Linked DNA regions of Mus musculus: region 2 is linked to region 1. The links are chromatin contacts, called in public HiChIP or PLAC-seq maps. All regions are on one chromosome and are shown on one strand. Each heading gives the region's core, a stretch centred on a gene start, on an enhancer-like site or on the middle of the called end of the contact. The rest is flanking DNA. Distances are from core to core; before and after follow the strand shown.

Region 1 (5,285 bases), core at 297-2,796:
CACCTTCATAGCATCCTCCTGATGAGCGCCAGCTCACCTTCATAGCATCCTTCTCATGAGCGCCAGCTCACCTTCATAGCATCCTTCTCATGAGCGCCAGCTCACCTTCATAGCATCCTTCTCATGAGCGCCAGCTCACCTTCATAGCATCCTTCTCATGAGCGCCAGCTCACCTTCATAGCATCCTTCTCATGAGCGCCAGCTCACCTTCATAGCATCCTCCTGATGAGCGCCAGCTCACCTTCATAGCATCCTTCTCATGAGCGCCAGCTCACCTTCATAGCATCCTCCTGATGAGCGCCAGCTCACCTTCATAGCATCCTTCTCATGAGCGCCAGCTCACCTTCATAGCATCCTTCTCATGAGCGCCAGCTCACCTTCATAGCATCCTTCTCATGAGCGCCAGCTCACCTTCATAGCATCCTCCTGATGAGTGCCAGCTCAGTTCTCTCCTCTGGCCTAATTCATTTTATCTGCAGGACTTTTCTTTCGATAAAGGCAGTGTGTATACACCATGCCTTTCGAGGTTCCCTCCATCTTCTTTCCACTCTTGGTCTGCGTAGTAATGACGGTTGGTCCCTACTGAGCCCTTCTGGCTGCCCAACCTTGGCCACACGTGCTTTCAGGCCTGTGGCTGCATGAGGCCAAATGTACCTATGAGTTCACCCAACACAAACTTGTAAACCTACCTAAAACATTGTGAGGTTTGTTTTTCTTTTTCTTTCTCTTCTCTTCTCTTCTCTTCTCTTCTCTTCTCTTCTCTTCTCTCCCTTTCCTTTTTTTTTTCTTTTCTTTTCTCTTTGTAACTTGACTTGGGGGCACCCTTACAGATGACATTTTGTGGCAGTGTGTAAAGGTTCCAAGAGGTTTATTCCTGTAAGCTAGATACCACTCTGCATCTTATTTTAGAGAAGGAGCACGTGAGCCACCGAGGGAAATTTGTCTGACTAAAGTAGGGTGTTCTCTTTCCAAAACTCATGATGCTCACTGCCAGTTCTTTAAGACGTGTGGTGTGGGGATGGAGAGATGGCTCAGCAGTTAAGAGCACTGACTGCTTTTCCAAAGGTCCAGAGTTTAGTTCCCGGTAACCACATGGTGGCTCACAATCATCTGTAATAGGATCTGATGCCCTCTTCTGGTGTGTCTGAAGACAGCTACAATGTACTCATATAAATAAAAAATAAATAAATCTGTTAAAAAAAAAAAAGAAGAAGACTTACGGTACAGTCCCTAAGAGATCTTGTGCCCTGAGCCATTGTGCTTGGTCACCTTTCTATCTGCCCTACTTTGTTGGCCCTTGGTCTTTACATGTTCAGGTCCCCTTGTCCCCAGGGTGTGGGCCACAGGTTATATTGTGCAGAGAGCTTCCTCTAATGCCTTCTGCTGTGGCCTTCCAGTGCTGCTCAGTTGATCTTTATGTTGCTAGTGAACCCAGCCTCCAGGAGGCCAAGTCATGGTCCCCACTGATTATCTGAGATGTGGCCTCTCTGTAGGTGGCCCTGCCCCTAAGCTGGGACTGCTTCTGGGAGCAGGAGTTAGGGCTTATCCTTAGGATCTCTGTACCTAGCAACAGGCCTATTGTTTCTGGAGCCAGGGAAGGAAGGCTGTGTGTGCACGGATTTTCTCTTCCAACACTGGGAAACAATACAATTGTCTCTGGTTAAGAGTTATCTTATGATACTTTTCAAAAATCGGTTTTTTCATTGAAAAGCAGAATACGAGACACTAAAGAAATAGATTCAAATACTAATCTGGGATCCAGCTCCTCTCAACCAGCTGACTATATTTTTACTTTGTTAGATTTTTATCTCCTATAAAGAAATAAAAAAGTCCCCAGGAAGTGAAAGAGAAAGGAGACAGCTTTTGTTTCTGAGGCTGAGGGTGGAGTTTGGGTGACCTCACTGTGAAGTGATCCTGCCTGAGATGATTTGTCCCCTTGCCAAAGGGCAACATCTAATTGAGAGCTCTGATTTGGGGGTGACTCAGAGAAAATCAGATAATGTAATTTTAAAGACTGGGAAATGACAGCTACAGAGGCTGCACAAAAAATAAAATGGTTGCTGTTGGAACAGAGAAATGCACAATGCTCTATGTCAACTGAGTGAGGGAGAAGAAATGCCCTTCTGTTCTTGGGCAAGCAGAAACTGGTTCCTTAGTGGGTACTCTGGCTATTCAAGGGACTGGATACCCCACCCCCACAGCTCTTGTTGCCTGCCCCTGACAACATCTTAAATCTCAGAATACAATATCGCCGACTCTTGTAATTTTGCAAATCACAACATTTGCCCTATAATTTTCTTTTCTGATGTTAGTCTGATTTTCTGTCCTCGAAGCTTCCTAAGGTTATGAATATAACAGCAATTGCTAAGACAAGAAGCCAATCTTCTTATTACAAGGAATGGCAAACTCCTTCCAGTTTTGAAGTCTTGCCTACAGAGTCAAGAGAAAGAAAGAAAAAAAAAAATCCAGGCATCTGGAAAATCTAACTCCATAAATGAGTGTTTAATTAGAAAGGAAAGAGAGCTATATTTGGAGAACAGACCAATTTGATTATATTTAAGGATTAAACAGATTAATTTTCAAGGGGAGCCATTCTTTATTATACACCTTTCATTGACATGAGATTGTGTTAAGAATTTAATTTTAGCTTGCTCTACAAATTGGCTGATGCCCATTCCCCCTCGGTAGACTAATAACATTTCTGCTCAGCCATGGTTTGGGTTTATCTTCATTACTCCTCTTAGAGAAAGACCATGAGGATAGCCAGATGAGAGCCCCGTCCTCGAGTTACAGGATCCCAATTGATGGGATTGCTTCGGCTGAAGGTAAGGCAGGCTGTTGTGAGGCTCTTCAGGGCCACATCCAAGCAGCCAAGGGAAACATAGCTCCCTGCCCTGCAGATTCCATCACCAGCATCTCATGGTCAACAAAGGACTGATGCTCAACTTCATCCGTGGTCTACCAACCTCTTCTTGGTCCTGTTTGTCTCAAGCGTGGTCCCTTAAGGTAGGAAAATCGAGCTTCCTGCAGTGTTGCAGAGATCCCAGCCAGGCTCAGGGAAAGCAGCGCTTGCTCAACCCCGTGTGAGCCTCCATAGAAGGAGGATTATGGAAGGGGATTCTAGAAATAGAATAGGTTCTAGAAATTTCTCAAGATCAATTCTCGGACTGGAATTACAGTGTGGTGACATGACAGGATTTTCCTCCTCTCAGAGAGTGTAGACTCATAACAAAGAAGTCCCTTGTTCCTCTTAGCCCTGTAGCACGGTCACAGCTTAGGAATGCAGAAGTTAAGCCTGGGAGAAATTAGGTCAGTGTCATAGAACCAGGTGATTAAACAAACAAACAAACAAAAAAGCTTTATTGGCTCATAGGCATTCTGTTTATTTAGTTTGGGGCTCATTGACAATGCTTTCTTGTTGTTTGTTTGTTTGTTTGTTTGTTTTGTTTGTGTGTTATAAGACAGGTTCTTGCCATGTAACTCTGACCAGCCTGGGATTCACTACTTAGACCAGACCGGCCTCAGCCTCACAGATTGGCAGCCTTTGCCTCCTAAGTGCTGAGGTTAAAGGCATGTCCACCATGCCCACCACCAATGCAGTTAATTAGGTTATAAGCAACATCGGCAAAGGTTTCAGGCGACGTGAAACAGAGACTTTGTGATCTCTCCTAACAGATGAACAGCTTTTGTTCTTATAGAAATGCCACTTGGTCAGTGCCCTGAGTGCCGACTAGGACTGGCAAGCAGAACAGAGAAGTAAAGGAACGTATGGTTATCTAGACACCCAGTTTCAAGTCGTAAAGAATCCTTGGGAGAACATAAACATCTCTGCTCGCTTTGTATATAATATCACAAACATAAAGTCTTACACATGACCCTGATACGGAGGAGGGCCGTTCTTCTTGCCTAAAAATAAATTCTGTGAAATTGGCCCTTTAAAACCCACCTTGGACCTGGTGGTTGTAGACTATTTAGGTCTCCCTGTTTCATCTAAAGCAGGCCGACAGCAAGAACGGTGTTCTGAGAGGTCAAAGGATAGCAGGCCTGTTTTGTGTTTATGTTTATGATTCGTGCCCCAACCTCATGATGACTACATATAATTCAGTAAAGTTTAAGTTTGTCCCATGGCAGATCACAGTTTGAAGAGCATAAAATGTAACTTCAGTCAGATGTCTGATTTGAGACTGCAGTTTAAAAAATGTTCTTAATTAAGTGGAGAGTTTGCTTGTCTCCCGCCCTCCCCACCTTCCTTTTTCATATACAGAGCCTGTGCTGGCCTTAAATGTATAGTCTCCTGCCTCAGGTTCCCAAATGCTAGGGATTACTGGTTATGCCACTATGCCCAAAAAATGGGCACATTTTAATTTTTGTAAGTTTGGAGAAGTGAGATTAGATTTGTTGGGACTTCTTCTTTTATGGCTTTTTAAAATATCTGTGTTGTATGGTTTTTCCCATGAGGATATTCTGTGCTTTTTAGTGCCCAGTAGTTTAGGTTAGCCTGAAAGCATACTGATTCTCAACTTAATAGATCTAGCTTGTGGCATAGAAGACAAGAAGCTGCTGAAGATAAGAGGTCTGATGGAGAAGCTGACCCACGTTTTGTGATGAGGACTTAGCCATTTCTGGTCTGTACTAATGGGTTTGCCCTTATGCATTCCCTTGATGATTCTGAAATAGGGCGCACGGTAGATTTCCCGGTTGTGATGACATTATCTTTGTTCTCAGCATCTTTTTAATTCAGCCTTGGCTATTGTGCGGGAGAGCAAGATAGCTGGGAAGAAGTGATTTAAAAAAAAAAAGTCATCATGGAGTGGAATGTATTGGTTATTTTGGTCACATGACTCTGATACTGTTGTGATTTCTTTCTTAGATCTTCTTCCTATTAAGTGTGTGAACTGTTGCACATATAGCCTGGTGGCTTTTATAGAGGGCCTGGATGAAATGTCACTGTCAGAGTGAGATTAAACCTATCTTTGGATAACTAAGACCATCTAGTGTCACTAAATCATAGTACCGGGAGGAAATTAATGATGAGTACCATTCATTGCTGGGTATCAGAATCAGGATAAGGATAAATGCTAAGACCCCGCTAGGAAGGGGAACCTTTTCACCGTGCAACTCACTTGGCCGTACAGCGAGGAAGCGGGTCCCCGTCACTGGGATTCTCTGCCAGCATGCCCAGCCTTCTTCTGTTAACCTTGTCATCCATTAGCTTTGACTTTGTCCTAGGGATAAGACAGTGTCCTGAGACCTGCGTCAGGACACCTGTGGTCTTCCCTGGAGTA
Region 2 (4,879 bases), core at 445-2,944, 1.1 Mb before region 1:
TTTGATCAAAATCCTGTTTGACTTGGCTCCGTTCTTTCTTCCATCCGTCTAGTTCCTTTCTTTCAGCTCGAGCTGCCATCTCAGTCGTACCGTTCCTCGCGAGCCGCTGGTCGGCCCCGCAACACAAGTACACACATGCACACACATGCACACACACACACACACACACACACACACACACACATATGTACACATTACAGTTTACTTTGTCACAGTCTATCAAATATCATGTAGGTCTCTGCATAGAAATCTAATTTCCTAAAGACAAAGATACTACATTCCCAGCCCAACTTTCAACATAAAATGCAGGAAAGGAAAAAAAAAAATACACATGTGAAGTGTTATCCCAAGCTAGAGGTTCTGGAGTTTTTATAGAAAAATCCCTGGAGATTTCCATTTAAAGAGCAAAGAGTTTTCTCTCAAACTGACTTTCAGGGCTAGGGACCCCGTGGTCTCTCAGTGGCTTTTCTCACATGACAGCAATCGGCAAATGGGTCAAAGATAATAATCTGATAGCTGCTGGGAGCCACTGCCATAGGGAGAGGCACAGAAAGCCACAGTTCTTCATCTCAGATGAAGAAGACGGTGGAGGAAGGATCCTGGTGGAAGAGTCAAAGCTTGGCAGCTGTCTCAGGATTGTTAGAAAGCTGTGATTTACATAAACACCGCCACAGAGGATCGAACTACATCTGGAGTCTACAATTTAATTTCTCTCAGCATTCAACAGATGTTTACTTATTGATTTTTAAACAGAATATGTTTAAGGATAGTTTAAAGCTAATGTTTCCTAAATACTGTAGATGAAACTTGGTATTTTTTTATGCAGCTCAAGTGATTTTTATCCTAGAAAAAGAGTCCTAACAAAGTCCAAGGCAATGAGCTCCCAAGCCCTCGGTTCTGAGTTAAAGAAGCAGAACCTCTGAGGGATAGATAGTTGCTCGTCTGTACAAATTGTGTCTGAGCTGCAAGCAGAACCTGAGCGGCAGTTTTCACCTTAAAGGTTTAAAATCTCCTGAAAGTTTATGTGCCTCCCTTAGAATGTAAAAGCACACATCGTAAGTGTATAAACACAAATAAAACTATCTCCTGATACTCATGGGGCGACAGGAGATTCAGCAGCACCCAGTACAAAGCTGGGATCTCCGAGGGGGTTAAAAAAAAGAGGGAGGCAGATAAACAATTAGCCACGCCCACCAGCCCCTGCAGACTTCTTGGCAGGGAGCCACAGAGCAGCCAGGAAGCTGGCAGGTACCCTGGGGGGAATTCAAACATCCACGCGGTGAGACAGCCCTATCAGACTGTATAGGGAAAGCTGCTGAACACAGATAGGAAAAAAACTTGAAAAGATTCTGGAATTCTTGAGCTGCAGACAGAGAGGTGTGATTCTGGCAAATAATTATTGTCCACTGTGTTTAGCACACTAGTCTAACTTTCAGACTAGGCGGCTGAGACCTATAAGCCACAAAATCAGTGTAGAACGCCATGACCGTCCCCACCAGTGTTTGTTAGCCCCCGCTAAACCAGCAGAGGTCCCGCTGAGCCGCTGTATGATTCCTACATCAATTTAATAACAGCTTTTTATTGAGGGGGAATCTGGGAGACAGGCAATCAGCTTCTCACTGTGAAAACGAAGCCTGAAAACGCAGAGTGACAGAGTGTTGCTGAGTCGCGCGGTTTTGCACACGTCCACCTGACTGGAGCCCTCCTCCCACCCATCCACACACTCCCAGGCATCTGAGCTCACTGCCATTCTCTGAGGTCACATGTATATCTCTAGACAGCCACATAGTCCTGAACCAACAGCTTTTGCTCCGTCTCTGTTTTCAGAATATGATCCAGGGTAGCTGACTAGAAGCTGAGAAGGTTGCCACCAGAAAAACGTGGCAGAAGCACCTCTCTTTTGCCTCCTTTTCCTCAATCCCTTTCCCCAGATATATTAGCATATCTGCACAGGATATGAAGCCAACATGGTGTTCATTGCTGTAGTGATTCCACCAAGGCCCGTCACTAACCACAGGCAGCTTAGAAGAGGAGAGTCAGGCTGTCATCTGCCAACAGTAACTACCTTTGAAACGTATGTGCTGAAAACGTTTCAGAGGCATGGCTGTAAAACACAATTCTCATGAGTTTCATCAGCATGTTTCTGATCTTGATCAAGTCTATTTTTGTTTGTTTGTTTGTTTGTTTGTTTTGTTTTGTTTTGTTTTGAGACAGAGTTTCTCTGTATAGCCCTGGCTGTCCTGGAACTCACTCTGTAGACCAGGCTGGCCTCGAACTCAGAAATCTGCCTGCCTCTGCCTCCCAAGTGCTGGGATTAAAGGCGTGTGCCACCACTGCCCGGCTTGATCAAGTCTTTTATGCACAAACTCTTTACCTATAATGCCACTGGGAATTAATGCACAGAAAAACTAGCCAATAACCTAATTTATTTCCTATATACACACCAGAGGAGTATATGTGGATCAGTTAGGCAGATCTAAAATTCTTAGAACACATGTGCTACATGGGTTAGATATGTTAAATGAAATAACCACATTCTCACACTATCGCAGCAACCACTGATTCTGACCCATTTCATTATTTTGTTAGCAAATGAGCGAATTCCTTATTAGCTCTCATTTAAATGTGTGAGTCCTGATAATAGCTTTACACAATTATTCCGCTCTCTGAGCCTTTTCTTCATCTTCAAAGATGTTCATCCAGTGTTGTAAGGGTTAAAATGTATCAGCAAAAAATAATTTCAAAATTCTTTCTAGAAAAAAAATGAGATACTAGGAAAGGAGTAAGTGAAAAGAGAAGAAGAGATCGTGGCAGGTGGTAGATAGTAAGTGAAATTTCTTACCAGAGCAATTAATAAACATATGAAAACAACTCAGACCCATCCTTGGCGAGACTCCCCAATGTCTCAAGTTATTCTATCTGATTCAAAGTGAGAATCAACAAATGTAAAGCACTTCAAAGAGGAGACGGACTTCAATAAAAATGGGCGGGCGCTAAGCTCGGACTGGGATGATGAGTCAGGAAATGGGACGGTGCCCAGAACTTTGAGGCTCTTACTGTATCTATCAATGGCTGCCTTGTTTCCAGGAGTGAGCAGTTTCCCAAAAATTAATATAATGATCTTTTTATCCCTCCAATGTTTATCTGATACTTTTCAAAAAAAGGCGGACTTGAAAACTGAAATCTAAAAACAAAACAAAACTGGAAATCAATACGCCTAGCACCTGGGTCCATGTTACTTTCCGTTTTTTGGAGATTCCCATTTGCTCTAGGGGAGTCTGTGCTTGTACGTGGACGTTGAAGTCTAGCTGGGGAAAAACTATTACCAGTGTGTGCCATCTGTCCCCTTGCTACATACAGCATCTGTGGCATGTTAGATTACATGTATCTTTATGTATGTATATTTACATGCTTGTGCGTATATACGCTTGTGTGTATCCATAGGCAAGCCAGAAGTTGGCTCTAGGTGTTTTTCTCCAACCGATTGTTTTTTAGACAGAGCCTCTCCCTGACCCTTTCAGCCTTTCAACGTTGCCTCTCCAGGGATTACAAGTGTGCAAGCCACACCCAGATTTTCTTTACCTAGGGGGAAATCAAACAGCTGTTCATGCATGTATAATAAGCACTTTATTGAATAAGCCATCTCTAACCTCATATGCATATTTTCAAAGACATTTATTCGTCGAGGCTGCACTAGACAGGGAAATGCAGACTCACTCATGCTATAAGCAAGTAGTCTAAAAGAGTTTAAAGAACTAATGAATTGTATTATATTGTGATTGTGCGTGGAGTTATTTGAAATAAATAGGATTTCATGTATGGTAATTTAAGCTCTTCCTGAAGATAATTATTTGGCAGCTTGGTTATTCAGTCTGCTTCATGAAGCCTGAAAACATGGCACATTTATAGGCAGGTGCTGGAAATACAGACTCTGTCTTTGAATCCTTAGTGTCCCAGATAATCAGAGCTATCAGGTTTCAATCTGCTCAGGAAAAACTCACAGTTTATTAGCCGTGTATGTGTGTAACTAGGTAGCAAGTCTTTAATATTCTATAGCAGCCTGAGAAAGTGGACGAGGTTGTGCATTTTGGTTTATAGAAGTTATAAAATTCCCTAAAATAGATGTGGATGTACATCTTGAACACAAAAATTCAATTAAGCCACCATCTCTGCCAGGTATCCGTTTGTAAGGGTTATAACCGTGGAGCTTTGGGGAACTAGAAGTTATCAGGGTGAGATAGGAAAGTGTGGAAGCTTAGCCTGGTGATCGTGTCACAAGGCTGGAGGGGGAAATAATCCAGGGGAAGTTATGTGTCAATGTGGACCAGACCCGAAGTAGGCAAGAAACCTGTCCCCTCCCTGCTTCTGCCTCTGAGGTGGCACTTATCAGAATTTGCAAATAGCATAAAAAGAACCAACAAAGGTTAATTTTTTTAGAAAAGACATTTTTATGTGTTTGGGGTGTGTGTGTGTGTGTGTGTGTGTGTGTGTGTGTGTGTGTGTACGGGCACATGTGTGCTTGCCTACGTCCAAGTGTGCCATGTGCAATGAAGGTACCTGCAGAAGCCAGAACGTATGGATTCTCCTGGAGCTGGAGTTACACACAGTGGTTGTGAGACATTGTATAGGTGCAGGAAACTAAGCCTGGTTCCTCTCTTAGAACAGCAAGTGCTCTTAACTGCCAAGCTTACCTCTCTAGCCCAAATTCTAGGGGGGAGGCAACTCTTTCCTAATGCAACCTATTAAATAAAAGCCTTTAATGAAATGACATCATTTTGTGTGATGTAACTGAGACCTAAGGTGAGAACAAGGTGCTTCCCACAGAATGAATGTAAACCTACTAGAAGGAAAGACTTGCGTTCTTCAGGCAACACTGAAA

Evidence for each region. HiChIP or PLAC-seq counts read pairs in DNA pulled down with a chosen protein or histone mark.
Region 2: a contact with region 1 is called in an H3K27ac HiChIP or PLAC-seq map of extraembryonic endoderm stem cells, with 16 times the contacts expected there. The contact joins two enhancer-like sites. A contact is called at or near these places in 1 of 484 Hi-C or Micro-C datasets (adipose-derived mesenchymal stem cells), 2 of 115 datasets of contacts at active chromatin or transcription factors (differentiating embryonic stem cells and extraembryonic endoderm stem cells) and 1 of 9 other capture datasets (embryonic stem cells).

Annotation. Positions count from the first base shown.
Region 1 is chr17:67,972,887-67,978,171 of GRCm38.p6, reverse strand. All of the region lies in intron 1 of Arhgap28 (Rho GTPase activating protein 28), which reads left to right. Among named protein-coding and RNA genes, the nearest start is that of Arhgap28, 29 kb to the left of the region's middle. Within about 2 kb of position 1,546, at least 37 of the 459 cell types and tissues checked have an H3K27ac peak or open chromatin away from gene starts, as enhancers often do. A contact at or near this core is called in extraembryonic endoderm stem cells, where this site is marked.
Region 2 is chr17:69,117,521-69,122,399 of GRCm38.p6, reverse strand. It overlaps a transcript of Epb41l3 not described here. Among named protein-coding and RNA genes, the nearest start is that of Epb41l3, 39 kb to the left of the region's middle. Within about 2 kb of position 1,694, at least 34 of the 459 cell types and tissues checked have an H3K27ac peak or open chromatin away from gene starts, as enhancers often do. A contact at or near this core is called in extraembryonic endoderm stem cells, where this site is marked.